3 separate regions of the Sus scrofa genome follow, and all the other regions are linked to region 3. A link is a contact called in public Hi-C data. All regions are on one chromosome and are shown on one strand. The core of a region is the stretch at or near the end of the contact, and the rest is flanking DNA. Distances in the headings are between cores, read along the strand shown. Region 1 overlaps ANKRD44 (serine/threonine-protein phosphatase 6 regulatory ankyrin repeat subunit B). Region 2 overlaps ANKRD44 (serine/threonine-protein phosphatase 6 regulatory ankyrin repeat subunit B). Region 3 overlaps ANKRD44 (serine/threonine-protein phosphatase 6 regulatory ankyrin repeat subunit B).

Region 1 (4,205 bases), core at 1,457-3,956, 180 kb before region 3:
AGGAAAGCGGTGGTGATTAATGATGATATAGATTCTCACTGATGACGACCAGAAGTTACTAAGTATTTGCTAGGAGCTAAGCATTCTACAAAGGGCCTCCCATGGATCACCTTAATCTACCCTCAAGTAATCCAATAAGTAACGTACGCAAATTCACACAGCCTGGAAAATACAGATCAGGGAACTGAACCCAGGTTTAACGCAAAACCCAGGCTATTAACCCCACATGACAGTGCCTTCCTATCATCTGATAAGCTGAAATGTTCCCCTAATAGTTCCAAAAAAAAAAAAAAAAAAAAAAAAGCAGCAGGGACAAGAGTAGGAAACGAAAAAGAGTTTTCTTGTGTGCATGTCTTTTGTTTTTTAAAGTACATGGCTCTTTTTATGTCCCTAACTTCAACAATTCCCTTTGATCTCTGGGATTTTCCTCTGTTTCCTAAGAAGTGGTAAGTACTCATCTTGGTTACACAGCAATCAGAAGGGATGTTAATTGGAATCTAGCTCTGATAAGCATGCCTCTTCCTTTAGTGCTGCTCCTTTGCGAGTTTAGAAGGCAATGTGAAAAAATGGGGGGAAAAAGCAATTTGCAAGTCATTAAAAACTGATGTTTATGTTTAGTCTTAACTTTTCCTTCATATTTAAAATTGGTTCTAAACCATATCAAATCCAAGGGATGAAGCAGATATGCAGCACTGCTCAGACTCTGCTCTGTATAAACTTGTCTCCAGGAACTAACATGGGGGCCGGAGAGACAGAGCGTTCATACCATGACTCATTATACAAACTCATACTTCAGCCTGTGGTCTGCAATATTACTGGAAAATAACACTGCTCTACAGAGATCACTCTCAACCTACCTTGTCAAAATCTAAAATGGAATGGCTCTTTTGAAACACGGTTACAGCTAAGAATACATGCAAAAAAAGCAGCATCATAAAAAGCAATGAGTTCTGCACATACAGCTTGCAGCTATAAATCAAAGAATGTAATTTTATATGTATAATACAAAGCAAACTAGTTATAACCTTCTTTTAAGGCTGCTTCCACTTAATATTTCTTCTGGCTTATCATCAACATTTACACAATCCATGCATTCACATACTAGTTTTCACACTGAATTACTCTCATAAATCCAATGTACACATCTAATATGTCACCATTGGTTTCTACTGGTGCAATAAAAAAAATCTGCACTCATATTCCAAGGATCGACCTGTTCTTCTGCCTCAACAATTTATTAAAATGGGTGCTTTAATAAAGTCTTTAGCTGGACTACTTAATCTTATTCCTTGTTACTCCAAAATCCCAGAATTGCTTCTTTTCTCTTATGAAGCTTGTATGGAGAGTCTCTCATTGCTTGACCCCACTTCTTCTCCCACAGCCTCTTCCAACCACCTTATATTTGTCAAGACCCTCTTGGTGAAAAAAATAAAACAGAAGGCTTGAGATTCAAGCTACTCCCAACCCCCCACAAGTAAAGATGGGCATCTGAAGTAGGAATTGAGAGAAAGAAGCTAGCACGGGAGCAAGCAGGCTTTTCAACCACCTTATTTATTTATTTTAATTTTTTTGGTCTTTTTGCTATTTCTTGGGCTGCTCCCGCAGCATATGGAGGTTCCCAGGCTAGGGGTCGAATCAGAGCTGTAGCCGCCAGCCTACACCACAGCCACAGCAACGTGGGATCTGAGCCGCATCTGCAACCTTCACCACAGCTCACGGCAACGCCAGATCCTTAACCCACTGAGCAAGGGCAGGGACCGAGCCCGCAACCTCATGGTTCCTAGTCGGATTCATTAACCACTGTGCCACGACAGGAACTCCTCAACCACCTTATTTGTGGAATATGAATCCTCCTGTTGAAGTGTGCGGTGGCTGGGATGCTCTATATTTTGGGGGGGGGGTGATAAAACATTTGTATTTAGGATTATAACAATTCATGGGACATTTTCTGAATTAGGAAGGCATTTCCATAGGACTGGAGGGCTCACACAAAGAATACCTCAACCACTTGGATTTAAAAGCAGCAGAGGTAATAGGATCCCTCTTTCTCTACAAAGTGAATCTGTGATAACAAAATCAGGAAGAAATAAGAACTTGATGGTAAGCCAACTGGCCGCTGGGTTAAGAAAACAGCAATCTTATCCAAAATTGTGAGGAAACACATAAATATTATACTTGAGCTGGAAACCCAAGCTTTATAAGCAGTAGAGCTTATGGCTGGCTATTTGAAAACATGGCAGGAAAAAATTCAGGGATCTCAAGAGACCTCAAGCTGAACTAAACCCATTTCTAAAAGGGCTATTTAAGAGAGCAGAAAGCAAGTATGGCTCAGACTGTAAACACAGAAATGTGTAGCCAGTGGGTCTGTGAGATAACCCTCACCCTTGTTGGTTCTGGTTAGACTCCGACTAGTTCCCACAAATGAGGAAGGCGAGGAGGAGCTGGGGAACCAATCAGAAAATATCCATGGGGATCAGGTCAAGGAGGTTCTCTGAGGAAAGTTTTAAAAATGGATTTATTTCTCTTTTCGCAGCAAGGACTGAGAGGGCATTTATGAGTCTTCAAGTCTGTAAAGGGCTGGAAGTAGGCCAAGGCCCTGGAAAGTTGGCACCTCTGTCAGAAATTCTAGTGCACATTCCACTTGTCTGTGTTTGAGAATGAAATGCAATTTGGGCAACCTCAAGGCCATTCCTGAGTCAACTGTGCTGTGACCTGGCTCTGGCTCAGGCCAGAAGAGGGGGCTGGTCCTGCAGAAGTTTCAGACCACCCAGCCTGTGTCACTCCATTCAGAGGGTCCCAGGAGAAAGCTTGGGGGATCCCACAGATCTTTGAGTCTCAGAATGAATATGCTATTCCAGGCCATACTGGACCTCAGTGGACCCCAGGCCTCTGGGTCTAAACCAGAATAAACTAGCTTCCTCATGATGGCACATCAGTAACAGCAGTGCCAACCTGTTTCTCATGATTCTGCTCACATCCCTTCACAGCTATTAGAAAAAGCGTGTTGCTTGAAATTGTTATTAACAACAATTGCCGGAAATTCAGTGGTTTCTAGAAATGTATGAATCTAATCTAATTTCTGCCTCCTCTACTCAGTTGCATAAGTAAGGAGCCATTAACTTTCTACACTTGTGGAAGTCAAGGTCTATGCAACTTCAAAAGGAGATAACACAAATTAAGGACGGTGCTACTAGAAGCTTAGCTAGATTAAGTTTCCATTTCTTCTTGGGAGCCAATTTTGATTACTGTGCTTATCTCCTCCCTCCAGTGTGTATTCAGTTCCTGGTGATTTCCTTGCCAATTAAAAGGCAGAAGAGCCTGTAGTATGTGTAAGGAAGGCTAATGAAACCGGCTGTGAAAAAGTCAAATGGAAGATATAAAGTGCCTGGTGCTCCAAAACTATCTTACAAGAGTCTTAAAAATGTTCATATTCTTTGACCCTAAACCTACTTCAGACTATCGTGAGAAAGTGTTAAGCCCAGAGCCATTCAATAGTGAAACTGTGTAAATAATCTAAACAGCAGAAGAATGTCAGTTATGTCTGATCCAATAATTGAACATTATCTAGCATAAGCAATGCTAGAAAGTGCTTTAATAGCATTGGGAAAAGATTATATCATAACATTTTATGGAAAAATACCAATGCACAAAAATCACAGATTTAATATTACTTCATATATATGTAAAACAAAATATTTGAGAAGATGACTGGAAGAAAACATACCAGAAGGGTTAATAATAGCTGCTTTATGGTGGAAGGACTTTAGGTATTTGATCTCTTCTTTCCACTTTTCTACATATTCTAAACTTTCTATAACAAATATAGCTTAGTAAAGAATAAGATAGATTTGTATTTAAAAGGGAGGTGATTGAATCAAATGATTTCCAAGGACCCTTTGGCTATATTCTGCATCATATCCAGTCAAAATTTGGGGGGGGGGGCAATGTTTTCATGACCATGACTAGTATATCTTTACTAAAGCAATAATACCATTCTGGCCAGTCTTACTGTTGATGAAGTATATTCCTTAATGGCTATTAAATTGAAAATTCCTTAGGGGCAGGGACTACTTGTACCAGGGAGTAGGCATTCAATAAATGTTCACTGAATTTAATTTAAATCTGATAAGTGAATGAGAAAGCATTAATGGAAATAATTACAGGGTGATAACACATTTGCTTGCCTGCTTTGACACTGCAAAACT
Region 2 (3,942 bases), core at 1,375-3,874, 190 kb before region 3:
AAACCTGCATCTTTTTAATGAATGACAAGGGAAATCCAAAAGGAGTGAGTCTTCTTGACCACTAGGGGGCTCCAATGGACCACAACCCATATGACAGCAGCAAATGAGGGACAGTGATTATTCTTCATTGTTTATCTGTCCAGGAGGGTGATTTTCCACAATCAAAAAAGCCCCTTTGTAATTATCAGGAAGTACATGGTAAACTAAAGCAGGATGCTTGCCTTAAAAATGGGCAACTGATATTTAAAAAGGAGCTAGGATTTCCCTTTGTGGCTTAGTGGTAACAAACCTGACTAGTATCCATGAGGACACGGGTTCGATCCCTGACCCCACTCAGTTGCCATGAGCTGTGGTGTAGGTGGAAGATGCGGCTCAAATCTTGCGTTGCTGTGGCTGTGGTGTAGGCTGGGAGCTGCAGCTCCAATTGGACCCCTAGCCTGGGAACTTACACATGCCATGAGTGCAGCCCTAAAAAATAAAATAAAAATAAATAAATAAATAGAAGAACTAAATGTAAGCTTTCTGATAATACCAAGAATGCCTAGAACACTAAACTTTACAATAATACTTATAAATAACAAAAATACCAAAAAGACTAAATGTGTTGGGAAATAAGAATTTATCATTTAACCATACCAACCATTGCTGACCTCATGGCTAAAGTTTTCTCTGACAACAATCATTTCCAGATAATTAGGCAACACTTTTTCAGTCTCCATTTTTTTTTTCTTTAGTGGTTTGGAAATTCAGGGATCTGGATGGCAATACTTCTATAAGATTTAACATTTTCTCAAATACAAGATTTTCAAAATTTTTTTCAAGAATCATAAAAGTTTCCCCATTACCTTTACATCTGTGTTTATGTCTAGAAGTGTCTGAACACAGTTCTAATTTATGTTTATGGAAGAAAAATCCCAGAGAAAGCAAATTACTTTTTTATCAATACATGCATTCTTTAAGAGTCTCTATTTGTACACCTGATGCATCAAGAATCAGAGCAAAAGGGAAGAAGTCTCATTTAGGCTGGCAGAAGGACAAACGGAGTAGACTGCTGTCTGATGACTCCTCTTATGAAGCAGCTCTGAAATACCACTAGCTTTATTCTTCAAAATGCTGTGTGATTTTTGTTCTAGGTACCTTATCTAAAGATCACAATACACCTTTGCCCCCCCCTTTCAGAAAGTTTTGTGACTGTCGTTGGCCAAAGATTCTGAACTCACTTTTGAAGATGAAAGTCAGATGCAGCATAGGGGATTTTTAGGGCAGAATGATGGATACATGTCATTATACATCTGTATAATGTATGACACCAAGAGTGGACCCTAATGTAAACCATGGGCTCGGATGATTATGATGTGTCAGTGCAGGTTCATCCATTGTAATAAATGCACCACTCTGGTGAGGGGTGTTGATAATGGGGGAGGCTATGCATGTGCGGGAGATGGGGACTATGTGGAAAATGCTTGTACTTTCTTCTCCATTTTCATGTGAACCTAAAACTGCTCTAAAAATACAGTCTCTAAAGAAGAAGGCCAGAGCATCCCTGGACATAGAACATTAATCATCCCCAAGTGGAGAGTAAGCCAAAAGCGTTTTGGAAGAGTGCAGGCATGTCTGACATAGAAAGAAAACAGATATTTTAAAACCTGGGATGAAAGAAGATGCTGCCATCCTTTTACTCAAATGCATAAGTGTGTTTCAAAACTAGGGTAATCAGACTCCTGACAAGACCTACCTGAGGCATGAAGTGGGGTTCTTTTGGTTACATTGTCTTTCACAAAGATGGATGCACCCTGATTGATAAGTGCTTCCACACATTCTGTGTGTCCCTTAAAGGCAGCCAGGTCCAGAGCCGTGCGGCCTTTCTCATCCCTGATGTCCAGGTCCACCAGCGACTGCAGAAGGACTTCCAAGGCCTGGTGGTGCCCATTGTAGGCCTGCAAAGAAGAAACCAACAACTCAAATGCATGCTCAGTCTCCCAGGTCACAGACAGACCACTCCAAAGAGCACATCAGGAGTTCCCGTTGTGGCTCAGCAGGTGAATAACTCGACATAGTGTCCATAAGGATGCGGGTTTGATCCTTGGCCTCACTCAGTGGGTTGAGGATCTGCCATTGCCACAAGCTGCAGCTTGGATCTGGCATTGCTGAGGCTGTGGTGTAGGCCAACAGCTGCAGCTCCTATTTGACTCCTAGCCCAGGAACTTCCATACACCACAGGTGCAGCCATAAAAAGGAAAAAAAAATTTCAAGGAGCACATCAGAGAGAGGCTTGGGATAATTATTGAAGCATAGGTGAAACCAGAGTTAGGAAAATTTTAATGCACAGTCCTGTTACATATGAATTTCTTTAGGTTCTTTCGCTTTTGTCAAACAGTTTGCTCTAAAGTTACTAAACGTATTAATACATTCTTGTATTTATAGCTACCAATCTAATACAGACGAACAGCTAAGTGAATTAATTCTTTTATCTACCAGTTCAGACCTAAATACTGACACAATCAGAATATTTTTTTTCCGGAGAGTTTTCTGTTAAACCTTGAGGGGAAAAAAAAAATCGCTAAAAGCACTGTGGACTTTGTAACTCAGCAGAAGCATACTGACCTTCTGTTACAGTCAACATTTTAATTTCAACCATGTGATCGGGGTAAGTTTCTTAATTTCACTTAGCATTTGTTTCCTCATCTACAAAATGAGAGCAATAAAAGCTGCCTTCCCAGGAAGATGAGAAGAGATAAAACTGCATGGTTTTGCACAGTATCAAATATATAGCTGATGCTTCCTCTCTCTGCTTTGTTTCTTCCATTGATTATAACGAAAATGTACGAACGATTATGGGAAGACTATTCCAAATATCAGTGCCATGTTCAAACGTATCGTGAGATTCTATGCTGTTTAAAATTGGAGTTCCCGTCGTGGCGCAGTGGTTAACGAATCCGACTAGGAACCATGAGGTTGCGGGTTCGATCCCTGGTCTTGCTCAATGGGTTAACCATCCAGTGTTGCTGATCTGGCATTGCCGTGAGCTGTGGTGTAGGTCACAGATGCGGCTCAGATCCCGCGTTGCTGTGGCTCTGGCGTAGGCTGGCAGCTACAGCTCTGATTTGACCCCTAGCCTGGGAACCTCCATATGCCACAGGAGCGGCCCAAGAAATGGCAAAAAGACAAAAAAATAAAAATAAAAAAAATAAATAAAATAAGGAGGCTTCATGCTACTAAGCCATAAAACTAAAAAGTCTGAAAGATGATTTTTATTAAGGCTATAAGGTAAAAAAATGTTCATGCACACACAGGGCAAAGGACATTGAAATAAAAGAGAGAGAAGGGATTAGGATGGGTGTTGGTGGAACGAAGTACAGAGGGAGACAAAGGAAAAGCCTGTCCCAGAGCCTTCAGCAGCCACAAGCACAAGCAGCCTCTCATGTCTCCTTTGCTTTCTGTTTTTCTGCTGCAGCAATTCCTCAAGGCACGATTTATGTGAAAAAAGGCTTAGCACAGACAAGAGACTCATTTCCTTCATACACAGAGAGTTTATACAAACCATTTTAAAAACTAGGAAAACGTGTAAAAAAACACTGAAAAGACAGCTCACAGAAAAAGAAATAGAAAAGGTCAATAAACATATAAAAACATTAGGTAACTTTTTAGGGTACTATTTTTTAACGACCAAATGGCAATGATTAAGTTTGGGCATGTCTAGTATTTGTTAAGACATGGTGGAATAAAAGCAATCTATGTTCTCTTGGTGGGAGTATAGATTGGTGTGACATTTGTGGAGGGTGATCTGACAAAATCTATCAAAAATTTAAAAAAAAACTAAGTGGCAAATACACATATAACAATTTCATAAAAAGCAAATACATCCAGATATACACATCTCTATGTGTATATCTATATTTGCAGAAAATTTTGGACAGATACAAAGGAATAATTGCATGGACT
Region 3 (4,552 bases), core at 865-3,364:
ATGCCTACAATATTTCCAATTATTAAAAGAGAAAAAGCATAAAATTCCACATATCAGTAATACCTTCTCTCTATGCAGCTATTTATTAATTTTATACTTAATATTATATACTTAATGTATACTATGACAAAATCTATGTCCTCAAAATAGGAAAAAAATTATCTAGCCTTTTCCAAAATGAAAATAACACACAGGCATTGACTATTTGGTTATTCAAGGACCAATTATTCAGGTTTTGAAACATTCACATCCTTTGTTGCACCTTCCTTTCCTGAGATCCTTCTTGGCTATTTCTCTCCTCTTTAAGATTACTCATTAGCACCTTCCCAGAGAAGAGCTGGCCAGAGGAAAAATGAAACCCAGGCATGTCAACTTTGCTACTAGTTACTCACAAAAGGTTAGGTAAAAGGAAATGATGAAACAACAGTATCAGTTAGATTGAAATCTGGAGGCAATGTTGCTTTTAACAGACCTTGAGATCTTTTTTTTTTTCTGCCACAATAGGGAGATTCATGTATGGTAAAACTGATTTAGGATTAAATCTTAGCCATGGTTTCCTCATCTATAATATAAGGTTACCATAGCCATTTTATAAAACATGTTTCCAAAATGACATAATACTTACAGCACCTCCTATGTGGGGCCAGATGCCTCGTATGTACTCAATAAAAATAATTAGTGTTGATTTTGAGGTAACAAGTTCAAAAACTGTAAGAGTTCCCTCGTGGTGCAGCAGGGTAAGGATCTGGCATTGTCACTGTGGTGGCTTGGGTCGCTGCTGTGGTTTGATTCCTGGCCTGAGAAGTTCCATGTGCCATGGGTGCAGCCAAAAAAAAAAAAAAAAGATTTTTTTTTTTTCAAGGCAAGAGCTTTTATGTCCAACCATGCTACAGTAGGAAAAATTGGGGATGCGGGGAGCTGTCCTTAAAATGTATAGAACAAATAAGTTAGGATTATAACCCACTCAACACCACCAGTAAAGCAGAGGGGTCCATCACACTGGGAAAAGAAGCAGTTACACACAGGCAGGGGACTGAAAATCACACAGAGCCTGACTTGGCCTTTGTTACACCAGGCAACCTCAAAAATGTTGCACAATCTCTCTGTACTCAGGGGTCTAATCTATAAAGTCAAATAACAGCAACTCTCCTGACTAATACATCATCTCTCTTGACTAATCCAACTCTGCCTCATATTTATGTCCACTGGATGGGGAGTGAAATCATAATTTTACTATGAAAGATTATTACAAACATATACCATTATACTTTTTCTTTATGATCTCCTGATGGTCATCCAGGAGATTAATTCCCTCTCTGGAGCTGTGAGGGGGGTCAAATGATGTGCCTGTTAGGGCAAAGTTGAGGCCAGAATTTAATTTTCTTGATTCTCCCGGCTCAGTACTTTCTTTCTCTCACCTGTCATGTGACTACAATACAATACAATACAGAATAAACAAATAATTCCTGACGAGGAATTCAGCTTCAGTATCTTTTTTTATGATGAAAATATAGTTCATTTACAACAGTGTACCAATTTCTGCTGTACAGCCTCCGTTTCAGTGTATTTTCTGTATAGAGATATGCTGTTTACACTCATAAGGGAAAATGTCTCCATATCTCTTCTGTGTGTCTGTGTATACATATACATACATGTATGTGCACAGAGAGTGACTATCTATGTGTATCTGTTTCTAGACATAGTTACCCCCAACAAAATAACTAACAAAATAAACAATCTTGCCACAAGTTGGAAAACAAAAAGCTACAATCTTTCAACCTGGAGGTCAGGCGGAGGGCAGCTCTGTCTAGATTGAGCTATCAGAGAGAAGGTAGGCTGCAAAGTGGATTTTGAATGAGAGTGTGGAGTGCATTTTTCATGGTGGAGACTAGGAGATGATGAGATTAGGGGGAGGAGGAAAAAAAAGAAATGGGCTGGGGGAAGCACCACGCCAGCAGAAGGAGTTTTAACTCAATCTTCAGAGCAAACAGGAACTGGAGGTCTTGAGCAAGAAAACGACACAGAGTTTTTGCAAACATTTCATCTGGCCACAGCGTGGGCTGAGCTTTGGGGGAGGAGAGAATGGAGCTAGGGAGCTCAGTTAGAAGACCATTGCTGCAACCCAAGGCATCCCAGGAGAGAACTTTCTGATCTTCATTTACCTCCGGCTCCCCAACTGCAGTGTACAGAGATACTGTGGAAACAACAGATAACTGCTTTTAATTCTTTGATGTTGCTCTATTCCTGGATGCAAATTTGGCTCAGCCTCTTGGCTCCTTTCCTTTACTCTTTATATATAGCCCAAATCTCCTGCCCCCGAGACACTACTGTTTCCAGGTGAAACTAAGGTTACTTCCTTTAGCTCCTGGAACACTTCCATCTTTTCCCCAACAGAACCTCCATGGAAATAAGTTCTGTTTTGTCAGACTTGTCACTTGAGCACTGAATTTAAATCATAGCATTTCAAAAATAGGCCACAACCATAAAGAGAAAAAAAGCAAAGCAAAACAACGCAGACATACTCTGCCAAATGCCATATTTTTATTGGACTCCGCTGCCAACTACCCACATCTTTTTTCACTCTGTCTAGTTTCAAATGGCTTGAGATCAAATCTAAACTTTAGCTAAGTCAATTAAGCAGTGTTCAGGAGTTAACATTTAGAGAAAGTTAATTTAAGCAAGAGCAAAATGGATCCAAGAGGTTAGTTTTTGCTGCATATTTACATCAGTATAATTTTAGTGAAACAAAAGGAACAACAATATACTTCTACAGTGGCTTCCTATTTTGAGAAATTTTTATAGAAGTTTTATTTCCTAGCTTAGCTTTGCTTACATTCTCAGTATAATTGTATGTTAGAGCACACTGAATTCATGTGGTATCAAATATTAATGGTAATTTAACAATGTTAATCAATATAAGCCACTTTAGTGATTTTTGTGGGGAAAAAAAATGCATATGGCCAGAAGATGAATTTTAAGGTAATAAGTGTATTCAGTGTAATTTCTCTGTGCGGATGCAGAAAGCAGTTCTCTGTTTTAGGATGCAATGTACAAACATGACTTTTTATTAATATCTGGTATTGCATCCCTTATCATAATAAGGACAACGCTAACATAGTGTTCCTTTAAAAAATGACAGAAAGTTAATTATAGTAATATTCTCTTGTGATCTAGAGTAATAATACCTTTTGAGAATATATGGAATTGGAAGGCAAATAGAGCAATCCAGGTGTCCTTTAAAAACAAAATCAATGTGTAGGAATACAGGGCATTCACTGGGAAGGTGGCAATTTCCTGTTATATCTGAGGGGGGTGGAATGACCACATACGAGATAGATGAATTAACTCAGTCACATGAAGTCACTCATGATTCAGGCAAACTCCAAATTGGGTCTGTTAGAACCTGGATTCTCTCAAAAGCCACCTTTTGCCCAGTCAAGTCTTTCCAAAGCCCATGAGAATTTCCCTTTAAACCTCCTCTTCTGACTGTAGTTCTTTTTCTTTGAATTCCATATTCATTCCTTAGAAAGGGAGGCAGCAGTTAAACTCTCACCATCTCTCCCCTGGGAACCAGATGGAGGATTAGGGAGACACCTTCCTGGCCCTCTCTGGTCAAACCACTTTCACACCCAAGGCACTGGGTTGACCAGGACATCCACTACTCTCTGCCTGAGATGCCTGGAGGGTCCCCTGCTGCCCACAAAACCAGGAAAGACACAAGGAAGGCGAATCTACGAGGGATCCTCTCAGTGTAGTCTTCCAGGAAGCATCTGTCCAATTTCCCCATCCAATGTCATGACAAGGGCATTCAGTGACAGATAGCAAAGGGAAATGATAAGGAAAAGGAGTCCAGGAGACTGAAAAACATTTGATTATATAAAATGGGAACTTCTGCACACAAGGACAGTGGCATCGTATTTCCTTACGGGAACACCAACCCAGTTCATATTTCCTTTATTTCTCTGCAAAGCACTGGGCCAACACAACATGTTTTGTTTTTTGTTTTTTGGTTTTTTTAATTAATATGGTAGGGAGATCCTGCTGTGGCGCAGTGGAAAGGAATCCGACTAGGAACCATGAGGTGGTGGGTTCAATCCCTGGCCTCGCTTAGTGGGTTAAGAATCCAGCATTGCCATGAGCTGTGGTGGAGATCACAGACCCGGCTTGGATCTGTAGCTGTGGTGTAGGCTGGCAGCTGGAGCTCCAATTCGACCCCTAGCCTGGGAACCTCCATAAACCGTGGGTGCGGCCCTAAAAAAATTTTTTTAAGTTAAAAAAAATTAATCTGGTATATTTCAGATAACAATTACATTCAAATCAGTAAAGATTGATTAAGTGTAAGAAATTTACTAAAGGTAAGAAATTCAGCACTAAGATGTTATAGTCAGTCTCTCCCTTGATAAGTTACCAAAGTGTAAGAGGAAGTATGTGAACACACACGACATGAGTAGAAGGTAAACACCATGGGAGATGCACACAATGACAGGAGAGAGGCTGCATCTGGCTTCCTGAAAGAAGGATTTAAACAGACAGAGGTGAGTGAGTTGGGAAG

Evidence for each region. Hi-C and Micro-C count contacts between places; a contact is called where the count stands out from the background.
Region 1: a contact with region 3 is called in a Hi-C map of liver, with 4 times the contacts expected there. The contact joins two enhancer-like sites. A contact is called at or near these places in 2 of 47 Hi-C or Micro-C datasets (brain and liver).
Region 2: a Hi-C map of liver shows a contact between it and region 3, with 2.0 times the contacts expected there. The contact joins two enhancer-like sites. A contact is called at or near these places in 1 of 5 promoter capture datasets (liver), 12 of 47 Hi-C or Micro-C datasets (brain, embryonic fibroblasts, epiblast stem cells and 8 more) and 1 of 2 datasets of contacts at active chromatin or transcription factors (alveolar macrophages).

What each region holds. Positions count from the first base shown.
Region 1 is chr15:100,913,560-100,917,764 of Sscrofa11.1, forward strand. The region is part of intron 16 of ANKRD44 (serine/threonine-protein phosphatase 6 regulatory ankyrin repeat subunit B); the gene reads right to left. Among named protein-coding and RNA genes, the nearest start is that of PGAP1, 95 kb to the left of the region's middle. Within about 2 kb of position 2,707, at least 19 of the 83 cell types and tissues checked have an H3K27ac peak or open chromatin away from gene starts, as enhancers often do. A contact at or near this core is called in liver, where this site is marked.
Region 2 is chr15:100,896,742-100,900,683 of Sscrofa11.1, forward strand. It overlaps ANKRD44 (serine/threonine-protein phosphatase 6 regulatory ankyrin repeat subunit B), which reads right to left. Exons shown (of 28, transcript XM_021076238.1): 18 at 1,736-1,937. Among named protein-coding and RNA genes, the nearest start is that of PGAP1, 78 kb to the left of the region's middle. Within about 2 kb of position 2,625, at least 7 of the 83 cell types and tissues checked have an H3K27ac peak or open chromatin away from gene starts, as enhancers often do. A contact at or near this core is called in liver, where this site is marked.
Region 3 is chr15:101,090,762-101,095,313 of Sscrofa11.1, forward strand. The region is part of intron 1 of ANKRD44 (serine/threonine-protein phosphatase 6 regulatory ankyrin repeat subunit B); the gene reads right to left. Among named protein-coding and RNA genes, the nearest start is that of ANKRD44, 120 kb to the right of the region's middle. Within about 2 kb of position 2,115, at least 18 of the 83 cell types and tissues checked have an H3K27ac peak or open chromatin away from gene starts, as enhancers often do. A contact at or near this core is called in liver, where this site is marked.